3 separate regions of the Mus musculus genome follow, and regions 2 and 3 are each linked to region 1. The links are chromatin contacts, called in public Micro-C and promoter capture Hi-C maps. All regions are on one chromosome and are shown on one strand. The core of a region is the stretch at or near the end of the contact, and the rest is flanking DNA. Distances in the headings are between cores, read along the strand shown.

Evidence for each region. Promoter capture Hi-C pulls out the DNA fragments that hold promoters and counts their contacts. Hi-C and Micro-C count contacts between places; a contact is called where the count stands out from the background.
Region 2: a Micro-C map of granulosa cells shows a contact between it and region 1, with 4 times the contacts expected there. The contact joins the enhancer-like site here to the promoter of Mmaa in region 1. A contact is called at or near these places in 12 of 39 promoter capture datasets (the 3T3-L1 cell line, 3T3-L1-derived adipocytes, the C10 cell line and 7 more), 13 of 484 Hi-C or Micro-C datasets (the 3T3-L1 cell line, 3T3-L1-derived adipocytes, the G1E-ER4 cell line and 10 more) and 2 of 115 datasets of contacts at active chromatin or transcription factors (astrocytes and large pre-B cells).
Region 3: a contact with region 1 is called in a promoter capture Hi-C map of hippocampal neurons, with 14 times the contacts expected there. The contact joins the enhancer-like site here to the promoter of Mmaa in region 1. A contact is called at or near these places in 14 of 39 promoter capture datasets (the 3T3-L1 cell line, 3T3-L1-derived adipocytes, HPC-7-derived erythroid cells and 9 more), 13 of 484 Hi-C or Micro-C datasets (the 3T3-L1 cell line, the HPC-7 cell line, the N1E-115 cell line and 8 more) and 1 of 115 datasets of contacts at active chromatin or transcription factors (astrocytes).

Annotation. Positions count from the first base shown.
Region 1 is chr8:79,292,076-79,296,920 of GRCm38.p6, reverse strand. Mmaa (methylmalonic aciduria (cobalamin deficiency) type A) reads left to right here and starts at 1,960. Exons shown (of 7, transcript NM_133823.5): 1 at 1,960-2,007. It overlaps Gm4890 (predicted gene 4890), which reads right to left and starts at 1,843. Exons shown (of 2, transcript NR_045823.1): 1 at 1,414-1,843.
Region 2 is chr8:80,473,200-80,478,044 of GRCm38.p6, reverse strand. No RefSeq gene overlaps it. Among named protein-coding and RNA genes, the nearest start is that of Gypa, 18 kb to the left of the region's middle. Within about 2 kb of position 2,849, at least 8 of the 459 cell types and tissues checked have an H3K27ac peak or open chromatin away from gene starts, as enhancers often do.
Region 3 is chr8:78,231,429-78,236,273 of GRCm38.p6, reverse strand. The region is part of intron 5 of Ttc29 (tetratricopeptide repeat domain 29); the gene reads right to left. Among named protein-coding and RNA genes, the nearest start is that of Ttc29, 21 kb to the right of the region's middle. Within about 2 kb of position 2,548, at least 7 of the 459 cell types and tissues checked have an H3K27ac peak or open chromatin away from gene starts, as enhancers often do. A contact at or near this core is called in hippocampal neurons, where this site is marked.

The sequences.
Region 1 (4,845 bases), core at 711-3,210:
TCTTTACTGATGCTACTGCCTTTGAAAGGAGAGGAAAGGGGCTACAGACCAAGGCACCTCAGGGGCTTCTAGAAGCTAGAAAGAACAAACTAACACTCTTCTCTCTGAGATTCTAGAAAGGAATGAAGTCCTCTGACAAGCTGACTTCAGCACAGGGGGTTAGTTGCACCCTGACCTACAGAAAACAGTACATTTCTGTTCTTTTAAATTGCTAAGTTTGTACCAACTTTTATGGCAGTAATAGAAAACAAATAGATGACTGTACTTACTCTGTTCATGCATTACAATAAGAGATTCCCATGTAATTCCCTTGAAGGAAACAAAGGCATATCTGATTAGTATCCATATTCTGACCCTCTGTTGCCTAGCTGATGTGATTTCCAATTCTCTGAGGCTTATAGCACCTGCTCTGGCTCCCTGTTCTTTAAACACATTAAAGATGGAAATAGGTTATATGCAAATATGATGCCATGCTGTAAAGGGACTGAGCATGCCAGCCTCAGGCGTTCCAGGAGCCTGAACAGTATCTGGCAGCTACTCAAATTTGTTGAAATGAAAATTTAAAAAGTCACAACTGACAGATTACAAAGACTCACAAGTCTTATACATACCATGGCAAACAGCGCTGAGCAGTAACCAAAAGATTATATGCATTACGTAAGTTGGTTGGTGAATTCCCAAGCCTTAATATATGGACTTAAATATGATATTTGTAATAACGAGGTCATTTCCAAACCCTTCCCAGTGCTCTTAGACATGGTGCAGCATTTGTTAAGGTCAGATTGTAAGAAAACTACTGTATCATGAATTTTGTATTTCTTCTTTGTAAATGTTTTAATAATTGCTAGGTACAAAGTTTCACTGGTTTTTAATTTTCAAAAATATTTTTATGTATCTACAAGTAGGAATGTGCTCTACATGTGTGCCTGGTGTTCTCAGAGGCCAGAGGAGGGCAGTGATTTCTTTGGAACTGGATGGCTGTGAACCTCCCTGTGGGCACTGGGAACCCAATCTGGCTCCTTTGAAGAGCAGCCAATATGTTCTTACGTTAATGTTAATCTCTGAGCCATAGCTCCAGTCCCAACAACTTTGCTTTTAAACATTTAAAACTTACGGTGGACGAGTTAAAGGAGCACTTACCGCTGCTGTTTAAGCTGCCTGTTTTTAACGTACTATCGTACCTTTCTCTGTCTCCACACACTTTCCTTCTGGACTGCCTGAAATTTGTAGGTCTCATGACTTCAGTAATTTTTTTTTTTTTAAATTAGCTACAGTGTGGCGCGGTGGGGCCCACCTTTAACCCCAGCATTTGTGAGGCAGAGCCAGGTAGTATGTAAACCAGCATGGTTTTAGGGAGTTCCAGGTCGGCCAGAGAGACCTTATCTCAAAAACACAAATAAAAAAATTAATTACCATTCAGCCCCAGTGCAAGGTAGAACCAGGTCAGGTGCTTTCAAGGGAGAGCCTGCCCACGCCTGGCGAACCTCCCCGGGCACTGCTGAGGTGGTGAGCACAGGCCTCTGGATGTGGGGCATAAGAAATATTACTACGAGTGCATCGGTTTTAAAGAAAGTGTGGGCCCCTGAGCCACTCAGAACTGCCATTGTTCGGCCGTGCATTTCGACTGGGGCTGGAGCGGCTACTCCAACAGGTGGCAACGTGCTCTGCAAAGTTTGCCTACGTCGTCCTCAGTGACCCGTCTCACGTTTCCAGGCGCGGAAGGAGTGGGCCTGGGCACCGCGGCCGCTGAGGGTTGGGCCGGGCCAGCCGAAGCCAGGACGCATTCCAGGTGGGGAACGCTGAGCCCAGAGCGGCCCTCACCACCCACTTCCCGCCCAAGCACACCCCGCCACCCGCGCCTGCGCCCGCCGCGGGACAGCCTTCGCTAAGCGACTGCGCCTGCGCGGGGCGTCGCGTTACGCCTGCGTGCCGCCGGCGGCGGAAGGAGCGAGCAGGGCGGGAGCAGTGGGCGGAAGGGGCGGTGCTCTGCTGCGCGGCCTCGCGAGGGTGAGTGTGGGGCCCGGTGCGCGCGGAGGCCAGGAGTCGGGGCCGCGGTGCGTCCTCCGCCCGGGGTCAGCCCCGCTGTCGGGGGCGCCCCCTGGAGGCTCGCGGGGGGCAGCCGAGGAGGATGTGGCTGAGTCGGGGGCGGGGTGGATGTGGTGGGGCCTGCAGGAAGGACTGGAAGGGACTGAGCGCTTTTTCCTTACATAAGAAAGGCGTCGCAGTCGCTGCTGTCAGGTTCTCGTGGGCCGGTTTGTGAGCTCGTCTCGGGCAGCGCGGAAGGAGCCAGGCCCGGAGGCTGTTCAGTGCTAAGGAGCTCCGCCTGCGGAAGGGAGCAGCAGACCCCTCAGAGGGGAAGGAATACAGATTTGCAGGTTATAAAGCAGGGTTCACTGGGAGTCACAAAGCGGTGTCTGGGTTGCCAAACACCGTCGCGACCGCGCCGGTAGCGTTCCACAGAAGACATGCCAACTTCAGATATGTTTCTCATTTGAAAAATGAAGGAGAGCCTAAGAAAAGGGTTTCTTACTGTCGCCTTTCTTAACAGTTCCCTTGCATATATTTTGGAGAACAAAGAAACTATAAAAAGTGGCTAAGCTAGTAGAAAACCAATTTCCAGGAGAAACAAAACGTTTGGAGGGTTATCTACAATGTCTCGAAAGTTCTTTGACGAAGTAAATATATTCAAGGAAATAGTATTTTTATTAGGATGGTTCTTTTAAGGCTTTGTTTCCTATTAGAGACTATAAACATGGAAAGTTATATAATCATGAGGAACGTAAATGGTGATTACAAAATGTGAGGGTGTCATAAGAATATATTTGGAATGGATGGAGCAAGTGAATGGTTGGAATTTGCCCCAGCTGATTGATGTCATGTGGGAAAAGTAGACATTTAGTCTTGCTGTATGTAAGAAAGGTGTTGAACATTGCTTTAAAATCAGTGCTTTAAAATCATTCATTGCCACGGGTCTTCTACAGAGATCTGAGTTTTCTGGAATAAGGAACAAGTATCTATATTTTTATGTGATCCTCCCGTTGGTTTTAATGTGATTGGTGTTGGGTTGAGTTAACAAGCACCCTCTGTGAGCCGGGTATCACCTAAGTTAGTATTCAGAATAATTTGATTTAGAGAAGAAAGATTTCCCCAAAGCCAGGATCATCAGGAGAGGATTTAAGAGAAGAGTGGATTTAAGCAGAGGAGAAATGTTGTAGAAGAGGAAAGATGAGACCAGTTAAATCTGGAATGTGGGAAATTGGGAAAGTAAGTACTAGGTTTGGAAGACCAAGTCTCCTTAGAGGAAGGAGGTCTGAAAGGAGAGTATGAGAAAATTGTGCAGCAGAAACAGACTATTGGACTTGGTTCTAGGGCATCAGTGTCACACAGAAGGCTTAAGAATGCTTGCAGTGGGGGCCCACTCCCCTAGTCAGAATGCCTGGAGTGGGGCCTGAGCGTTCCCTCTCACAGGTACTCCTGGTCTGGTTTGGGAGATCACTGTGCTAGGACGCGGAGGAATTTGAACAGAAGAAGCTAGATTCATGTTCCAAGATGGATCTTACTGAGCAGTCCAAGGGCACTGGAGAAAGAGTGGAGAAGGGCAGTGTTTCTCATTCTTGATCAGCACGAACTTGGCACCAGGTCCTGCCCGAGTGCACAGCCATTATTCACACTTGCTATTCCCCTGGCCTGCTTATATTTGCACAAGAAGAGCCTGAGACCATAAGAGGGCTCAGTTACCAGTGCTAGTCTCACTAATGCTGCAGATTTCCAGAGCAATGAATAACAACATTTAATGGTGAGAGGGTCCCAGCACAAATTGACCTCAGAGTAGAAATTTGGACATGTGACTCTTTCTGGAAATAGTGAAAGATAAAGTAGACAGGAACCTCAGAGAAGCCCTCCCGAGGCAGTGAGTGTGTTCTGTGTTACCCTCACTTATCAGCGACCACCTTAACCACTCTGTAAAACCATTTTAAAACTTGAAAGGGAGAGGTGAAGCTTTGAGCAGGGGTGGAGATGATAAGCAGGCTAGTGGTATCTGACAACATAGTTTCCAAATCAAAATCAGTTACACACCGGGTGATTGTGTGGCCTGTGTGTATTGTACTATATCATAGACACTGATTGGGTTTAAAATGCCTTTTCTTGTCATGGTAATTACTGACATTAAGAATATTCACTTGCTCAGTTCCAAGACAAATATCCCAAGTCAGGCCCTGCTGCTGAGCAAACTCCCAATGCAGAAAAGTGGGTATGGATCAGACTTTTAAAGGAAAAACACACATTTACAAGTGTTCTGCTTTCAAAATATCAATTAGCAGTCAGTGTAATGGAGTTATGGACTAACGTAAAATTATTACATATATTCTTTGATTCTGCGAACGAGCTATAGATACAGAGCACCCATGGTTTATAGTAGACTGCCATCTTAAAAGTTACCACTGTACATTGTGATGAGGGTTGTCAGGCTGGGGGAGTAATCACACTATGGTTCCTGGAGGATGAAGAGGGTTTTGTGAGATAATGAGAAAGAGCATGTCCCACATGGAAAGACTATGGTGACAGCCACTCTGGGAAAGAGCGTAGCTGCCTCTGGAGTCTGTACACACAGAATGGAGACAGCAGGAAAGCAAAGGTTGAGGAGGAGGGGGTGTCAAGAATTCATGGAGGAATATAAGGTATTTATGTCATCACTGCTTGCCTGGATTGTAAACTTGATGCCACCAGGAGTCATTTCTGACCCATATGCCAGTACATTCCAAGGTCTAGCCCAGGGCCCTGCATATGGTAGCTTCTGCATAAGTATTTATTGACTGTGCCATTGCACAGTCATAGAAGAAAACA
Region 2 (4,845 bases), core at 1,600-4,099, 1.2 Mb before region 1:
TCAGCAGGGACAGGGGAGATAGCACATGAGTAGGTGACTCCTGGCTTGTAGATTGGCAGTCTAGGAGTGTGTTAGAATTGTTCCCTGAGATGGAAAAAAAATCAGAAAGCCAGCACATAGAAGGAAAGAGAGTGAATAGATAACAGGCAGGCTCAAATACCAAAAAAAGCAATGGGATACAGAGAAATATGAATTTTCTAGAATAGTACCTAAAATAACAGGGTATCAAAATCAGAGACATCAAGGACTTTGGTTATGACACAGAAATATTTCCATCATGGCTCAGACCTGTCTTTCATGACTCAAAAGATTTTTAGCTAAATATGACTACTCACTGTAATAAAATCTGAGAAAATATGGTAATGAATATCAAAAGGATTCCCAAGGTTAGAATTTTATTTAATAATTTCACTAATAGGGAGCTAGGAAACTAAGCACTGATGTATATAATGCACAAAAGATGTATGGAGCAGCATTGAAAAGATTGAGACACAGCGTCAAACAGGACATCAAACAAGAAAGTGGAAAACAACCACTCACATATAGCAATACACAGATAAATCAGCCTTAAAAGTTAGTTTTCTTGCCAAATCTTAAAAAATGTGAATTCTTTAGTTTATTTTCCTCACTGAACAAATCATCAGCACAAGGCATAGGCATGAAATAAAAAGCACGTATCATCTCCCGGGCTGCTCAGCTCTGGGGCTCAGGAGCGGCTTCTCCAGCCGTTGGCCCCCCAGCTGGCCACAACTTCTCCAGGCTTCCCACCTGGGCCTGGAGAGCCTGGTTCCTGGTTCCAGATGCTGGCTGGAAACCTGTATGGTGCCATGTGGAGCCTGTCACAGGGATACAACAGCTCAGCACCCCCAGACTGAGTGATGACTCGCAGAACACAAACTGGAACCCACAGTTATTTCTGTATTTCTCCTGAGTGACACCTGTCATTTCTGTCATAAGCCATTGCTAGTGACCAGTCTTGATACAGTATGGGAGGATTCTGCATAAGAGTCAGGAGGCACAGATCCTTAAAGGACATCTTGGAGTGGTAATCTAGCTGTTTCATGCATGACAATGATAGTGACAACCAGCTAACTGAGTGGAGAGATGGCTCAGCTGTTAAGAGTGCATAATGTGCCAGGCAGTGGTGGCACACGCCTTTAATTCCAGCACTCGGGAGGGAGAGGCAGGTGGATTTCTGAGTTCGAGGCCAGCCTGGTCTACAAAGTGAGTTCCAGGACAGCTAGGGCTACACAGAGAAACCCTGTCTGGCACCCCCCCCCCAAAAAAAAAGAAAAAAATAGTGCGTAATGCTTTTGTAGTGGACCAGAGGTCCACTCACAGCATGCATATCAGGTGTCACACAACTATCTCTAACTCCATCCTTAGGCGGTCCTATGCCCCTGTCCAGCCTCCATGGGTATCTAGAGAAACATGCACCTACCCTTCCTCCATAATTTACAAAGAAAAGGCAAAATAAAAATAAAAACCTTAATTATTATAGGAAAAGGACAATATAGATAACAGGTATTGTTTGTCTATTATTTTTAAGATAATTTTTAATTTATGTTCTTCCTTTATTGTATGAGTATTCTGTCTACATGTACATCTGCATACCCGAAGAGGGCATCAGATTCCTTTATAGATGGTTGTGAGCCACCGTGTGATTGCTGAGAATTGAACTCAGTACCCTGGAAGAGCAGCCAGTGCTCTCAACCACTGAGCCCTCTTATTAGCTACCATTTATCTATATTATTAATATTAATTAATTAATAATATTAACAATAATGGTTTGTTTCTTTTTTCTGTGTAGATTTTGACATATTATAGGAATTATATAGTGGGCTGCAGAGATGGCTCAGCAATTAAGAGCATTTGCTGCCCTTCCAGAAGACCAGTTTCCAGACCTGTTTGGAGGTCTAGTAGTGAGGTGTCAGTAACTCTAGTTGCAAGGGATTTGATGTCCTCATCTGACTTCTCTGCATACTCTTACATGACATATGCACATAAAGATACACACACATAAATAAAAGAAATAAAAAATAAATATTTAAAAAAGAATTTTATAACTAGCACAAATTTGCTCATTACATTCTTTGTAAATGTTAAAGGATACCAGAACAATTATTGACCAGTCAATATTAATTAGTCTTACATTCAGTATGAACATGTACAATCCAAACCAAAGGGTGACACAATCCAGTAACTCCATCTGATTAGGTAAAATCAGAATGCCGAGATTTGAAAGGATCCACACGCCTCAGAGCACAGGTATTGTCTATGGATTCAAAGACAATAACTAGGCTTCTGGTTGGTGACTGTGAAACTAATTTTATTTCCACCTTCTAGAAAGGTACTTTGTGCCTACACGTGGTGGCGTCTCAGGTAAGTTTCTAACTTCAAACTCTATTGATTTTCTGCAGATACTTATTAGATGCTTAATAGTGACTGAAAGCATAATGCTTTCTTATTCAACTGCACCACAGTCCAAGATTCACAAGAAATTTCAAGGTGTTTTGGAAAGAAAAGTTGCTGCAAATGTTTATATTTCACTTGCTCCATGAAATCCAGACACTGCCACAGTACACCAGAGCTTGCCATTTGGAGACATGAGAAGCAATACAGCAGTTTTCTGCAGCATTAACAACTTCAATTGCTCACTCCATGGATGGGGCCATATCTGTGATTCTGCGCATTTAACCCTGAGCAGCGTCTGTTGACACCCAACAGAGGTCGATCCTGGTATTTTATTATTTACTGGTATTTCCTTCTGCAGGATGTCCGCTCTGCTTGTCTTCCCGCATGAGAGAGTGCAGATGTTCCTGAAAGCTTCTTTGCGTGGTGGATTGACTTGAAGCAAGATGCTGAAAGAGAAGGGGCGGAGCTTAAGGGGAGCTGTCAGGGCCAGCCAAGGGGAGGCAGCAGACTAGGGCTTTGCAGCTACTGAAAATGAGCTGTTCTCCAGGAAACAGATTCAGATTCTTTTGTTTCTGCTGAATCAGAGAATAAAATGTTCTGCTGCTCTTTTAAAGTTTAGAGATCCAAATGATACCATGACAAGGATGCTCTTGGATAATCTGTTTCCTTGAAATGTCACTAAGATGTTCCTTGGAGTCTGTGGTACAGACCTGGATGCAGGAAAGATCCAAAGATCATGGAAGATGTTATGTGATTTCTAAGAAGGATGGATGAGCTAGTATGAAGCCCAAAAAGTTCTAGACATCTCTACCAGCATATCACTCACACAATAAGACCACTGCATCCTGTGAAGGGATTTACAAGGCCACTTGTGATATAGACACCAATGATATGTTTAACAACCTATGGCATATTGTGTGCTTGAGCAGGTGGGTTTCGAGGTAGATGGAAAAATCACCAAAGTCTGCCCCAGGCAAGGAAAGAGCTTTGAGGATATTGCTCTTAAGATGCTATGTTGAGAAGATACATCTAGCTCATTCATGCACTATGGTTATAAACATGTTCCATGAGGGGCTACTCTCAGTCATATATAAAGGAATACACAGGAGGAAGTCAGACACTAGGGCATGGGCTAAGTCAAGATTCAAAAGCATAGTTGGACTTTTGGACAGACGCTTGCACCAAAGCAGACCATGGAATGCAGAAACATCTCAGTCACATTCAAACCACAAATTAGGCAGATAGTCCATGAAGATTAGTCTGAGAAGTGAAAAGAAGTCCCCCAACTTCATTTCCTCCACACTGGCACAGATGGTGACTACTACATCAGAGCTTACATGAAATGAATGAGTAATAGCAAGTCAGAATAAGGCAGAGAGATGCTAAGTTACAGGTTCATCTTTCAAACTTTCACAGCCAAGAACTACCAATCAAATCCTTAATACTCGAACACAGCATCCAAGGTGGGCTGAGTCAGACAAGCCCTGGCTTGCTATAATCTTCTTTTAGAAAGCCTGACTGTTTTTATTGTCTCATCACCGTCCTCACTGGGAAGTAGGGCTTTCTGAGATGGTCAAAGATAAGTCCATGAAAAAGATAAGACATGAAAGTTGTCTATCTAGAAGAAGAATGGAAAGAGAGAAAAATAAATTCCTTCCATTTACATTTTCATTCCCAGGACCACATGTGGAGGGAGTGATGATAATATTTAATTAATATTTACAATACAAGAATTAGTAACTTGAATGCATTATCTTATATAAACCTTATAGTAACCCAATAAGGTTGATGTCTTCACCTTGTGAATGAAAAGTTGGAGGCCAAATTCACTCATGATTTACCAAAAATAGTAAGTGAAAGCCTCTCTTTGCACCATGTCCTTAATCTCAGAGACCATTCTTTTTCCACCAGCCAGTGTTTCTTTCCTTAACAGTCTGGCATAAAGTGACTCATACAGCACTGTTAAAGGGGCCAGCTGTTCCGTGTTACTCCTTGGAAAGTCCAACATGCTTCAAGGGTCTCCTCATTTTCTGCCCTAGCCATCATAACAAGCCATCTCATCACGTGCCCATTAAACGTTTGCCATGTCATATCATATCTACTATATCATATCATATTTCCCTCTATGTCTTTGATTTTATTTACCCTGCTCATTTCTATATGATAATTTAGAACAATTTTGTATTACCTTATCTTTTGATCCTCATTTTAGCATGCATGCTTCTTGATATTGTGAACTTGCTCTGCCTCCTCTTCCTTCTTTGTAGAACTCAGATGAGTTCAGTGCCTAACAGACAAGAGATAATCTATAAATATTTAATTGTTTCATATGCATAAATATATTGTTATGAGTGTTTTACTTGGTTTGAGGTAAAGGAGAAAGACCAAAACCAGCCACATCTTTGTTTCTACCCTCTACCTTTGCCCACG
Region 3 (4,845 bases), core at 1,299-3,798, 1.1 Mb after region 1:
TTGTTTGTTTATTAGTTTTGTTTGTTGTGGTTCAAACGACACTGTAATTTTCAACCCTTGGAGAGCCAACAAAGAAGTACAGTTTCTAAAGTGACTTTTAGTGAGAAAAAGGAACTCAGTAGGTAATATAATTTTATTATATTGTGTCCTGATAAACACTGAATGTGAAGTAAAAATTAATTTCACATATCATGACTACAAACACACCAAAGTATTAATGTTGCTACAGCAACTGAATACTTTCGTGTAAATTAATATGATAATTTATGGTAGCATAAAACTCCACCCACAGAATATTGTATCTACTATTTTTTATATGTAATTTGTTGTGTCCTACACAATTTTTGAAATCATAAGATTTGAGGTTGTTTTTCTCAAAAAAGCCCCTCCCAAAACAAAAACCCACTTTCTTTATTTCGGCTTTCATCTCTATAAATAAAGCAATTGGTTCTCCATGTAAGGTGAGTGAAATGGGAAAATAGGAGAAGAGAAAGCCGGAGAGCTAATCTTAGGGAACAACCTGTGCCTTACAACAAAGGCAAGGCCGTGTGGCAACCCGACCAACATGTTTTCTGGGTCCGGCCTGGCTGTTTTCAGGGAACGCCTCACACTTTGCCTGTGCCAGAGTTCCTGAGTTTTGCAAGTAAAATTCCGTTTCTTGCACTCTTGCTGGGAGTCGTGAGAGTCTGTGGTTTGCACCTTCCCATTAAAAATGTATTGTATTTTTTGAAATTATTCACCCCGCCTTTTATCCAGATCGCGCCTTTGAAAGGAGGAAGTGGATGATGAATGGAATAATTCATGACTTCCCATTAAATATGAAACTTTCTTTTGCAGAGTTTAGAAAATGAAGTTCTACATAATGTACAGAAGTTGATTAGAACTTTTTCTACATCTTTTTTTTTTGAAATCTCTCACATAAAACAACTACATGAAGAGGCTTCTCTGTAAAAGGAAAAGCAGTTGATTCTTTGCACCTATGGTTTCCAGCTTTCTGTTCTTGTGTTTTTGCCTCTAAACACACGCACATACACTAGCACATGCACTCCCAGTCATGCACACACTCAAACATACACTTCTTAGGATTACTTAAAAGCATTAAAATGATGACAGGAAACATGTACATGAGGCTCTTCGGTTGACAAGTACTTAGGAGAAATGTGACACCCTTAAAACACAAAAGGAAAAAGTACATAATTTAAAAAATGACAGCCAAACATTATTCATGCTCTTTAGTATGAAAATAAATAGAAAAACTTGCATTTTGATTTTTTTTATAGTGTGACATTTCTTCAGTGAGGTGATGACATTTGCTGTGAAAACTGAACAAGACCTCACCTCTTCAGAACCTCCTCGCTCCCTCAGCCGCCTCTCTGTCCCCTTTCCCAGGGGCTCTGCTAAACCTACTTCTTCCTTTTCCTTTTGAAAAATTAAGTTCATTACGAGCGTAGGCTCATTTTACCACTGTCATTTTGTATTTTTTAGATGGAAAAAAAAAAAACCAAACCTATGGTAAATTGAGTAAAAAGACAGGTTACATCTCAATGCTCAAGGGCAACTCCAGAACTGATTTTTGTGGTTCTAAGGTGACTGCCTCACCAATGACACAGTTTTCATTAGCATCCTTTAACTTTCTTCCACATGAAAGGTAAGTTCAGGGTGTGCTTTCCCTTGTCAGACTTAAGGACAGAGTTATAAGGCATTTGGAGTAAACCTTCTTTGATTATCATTATAAAGAGATGAGTATCACACACACACACACACACACACACACACAGAGAGAGAGAGAGAGAGAGAGAGAGAGAGAGAGAGGGAGAGAGAGAAAGAGAGAGAGAGAGAGAGAGAGAGAGATAGATGAATGCTCCTCGCAGGCCCCGTGCATGAGGGATCAAACTTCCAGAAAGCGGTGAGAAGCGCAATAATGAAAAGCACAGACACTGATCATTCTGACCCTCTGCCAAGACAGAGTCTGGGAGAGATAACTTGCCATAAATAGCATGTTGACCTTATGGCAGCTATCATGAATATCTAGAAAATTACTAGTCAGGACTAACAATATTTAAAATCAAGTTTTGTAATTAGCAAGAGTGTTGTAAAACAAGGAGAAGGTATTTTTGAGAATACAAAACAATGTTGAATTCAAACTTAAAAAAAATTGTACATAAAATAGAGAGCAGGCAGGGAGTGCGTTGTCTCTTTCTAGTTCCTGAACAACACTGAAAATGCTAACAGGAGGCGAGCAGGCAGCCTTCGCAGCACGATCAACAGCACACAGAACAGAATTCAAGCAGAAAAACAATCAGAAGAGCAGAAGGCTCAGAGGTCTATAAATGGATGGATCACTGAGAAATACGGCAGGCAGAAAAAAATGCACCAGATGCAACGGCTTCAACATGTAGAGAATCAACAGGACAATGAAGACAAAGTGATTGAAATGAATTTTCTCTCAGAAACTTACAGATACAGTAAAAGAAAAATTACATGGCTAACACATACCCGGCTGAAGGGAATAACAGACTCAAGCAAGCTGGTGACTGGATCCCAAAAGCTATGTCTGCCAACTGTTCAGCAAATTAATGTACAACATGGATTAATTTCTAAAACGTACAAGACTGTTTTTATAAAAGTTGGCTGTACTAGCTACACTGGAAATTTCATGAGCTTATATCATGCACGGTGTATCATCTGAGCCAAGGTTCCCTCCTCAAACCCTCATTTCCACTGAATGAAAGCAGCAGAGAGCAAGCACACACAAAAACCATTCGTCTGCAAATGCATAAACAAATCTCTAATTTATTCATTGCTTCAAAGTGAAGCCTTTTATGGACTCTTGACATATTTGGGGTTTTAAAGATGCCCAAACATCACATCCCTGAGAAGCAAGCGTCCTCAGGTCAGAAGGAAGCTTCCCACAGGAGTGTTGTGAAAACAGGGAGCAGCCGTTCCGAGCGAGCGAGGAAGGCACTTCCAACTCAGGGTGACAGAAAGAAATAACGAAACAGACACAATGAAATTAGACCAAAGACAGAGCAGAAGAGAACACATCAAGGGTAAACTGAAAGATAATAAAATAGAAGGAGGTGGGGGGCATCTCACAAAACAAACAGCTACTTATATAAAAGACAGAGAAGTCGCTTCGAACCTTATCAAGAATGAGGCAGGAGCACAAAAGCAGATGCAGCTGTGCACAGCAGCCGCACAGCCCTAATTACAGCAACAGCCATAGTCTTTCATGTACAGATGCTGATCGCAACGCTTGGCATATAATTATCTGATTTAAACCTCCCAATGTTTTCTATAAAATTGTAGGGCAGGAAAAGAAAGATTACAGGTTAACCCTATGATTTAGATGAAAATGTACACATACATACAAACACACACACACACACACACACACACACACACAGAGAGAGAGAGAGAGAGAGAGAGAGAGAGAGAGAGAACAAATCAAAGCTACACCATGTAAGTAGGTTTTACCCCAGAATTGAGGGATATAGTCCAATTTTAGAAAATTTAGTAATTTTATTATCATCTTAGCAAACTTTATGATCACCTCAGAAAAAATTAGAAAATTATTTTAAAATGTTAAAAGCCCATAATGTCTAAGAAACGTAGAAACTGAGGAAACTTTTTGTTGGCAATATGTACCTATTAAAAACACATGGGAAAACCCCCTTCACGTTTTGCAGTACACTGGAGAATAACATTGGAATTTGGTGCAATCCTCACTGAAGACCCAGTGACAATTTTAAAATCCCTACTAAACAGCAATATGCAAGAAAAGCATTTGGAACAAAGAGGGGCACCACATACAACTGAATCCATGAAGAGGGCTGTGGCACCAACTCCAGGACAGGCAAAAAAGTCAGTCACCCAGAACACCATGCTTGTGTGTGTGTGGGCGGGGGGAGCACCAGAAAGCACACCCGAGAATAAGAGGTACCGCAGTTTGGGGAAAGACTTGGGAACAGTGGATTTAATCACAGATTTTAAAGATTATTTCTTAACATTGGTGTCTTGCACACACATGTAAGATACATTGCATACACTATAGTACCCCTCTGCACTTAAAAATGTACTTCAGATACTTAAATCGGGTTCTAATCACTTTCCTGTCTTGGTAGGTTTATGGTAATGTCACCACTAAAATCTTCCAGTGCTTAAGCCTATCTCTTGGTATAGTGACTTTGTAGGCACATATTTTGGACTTCTGCATTAGTAATTGTTTATTGGCTTGAATAGTGACTTTTCTCTTAAATTCTGTATCCTCCTATTCCACTTGTGTGGTCATTTATGAGGGAAGCATAGGAGGGTCCAGAGAGGCTGCATGTGTGCACATGTGTGCATAGGTGTTTATTCATATGTATATGTGTGCATATATGTATGTGTTTGGGTGTGCATGCATGCATGTGTGTACATGTGTATGTGCATGTATTGAGTGTATGTACATGTGTATGTGTGAGTGTATGTAAGTGCGCTTATGTATTTGTGTGTGTGGGGGAACGTGTGTATATGTGGGCATGTGTATGTGAGTGCGTATGTGTTAGTGTGTGGGCATGTAAGTGTGTGTGCATATGAGTGGTGAGTGCATATGTGTGTGTGTGTGTGTGTGTGTGTGTGTGTGTGTGTGTGTGTAGGTTTGTCAGCTTTTGCTTCAGCTGTAAATGACTTTCGGTTGATGGTCTCTTTGACTGTTCCATCTTGCAGATTCTTGTTCTTCTTCACTTATTGTAACATTTCTTGTAATTGTAGTATTTCTTTCTCTGTGCTAATTTGGAATTTAATTTTGTTATTTTATTTAGTTTTATAAAAAGGAAACTCAGAGCATCAGTTTGTCACAGAACA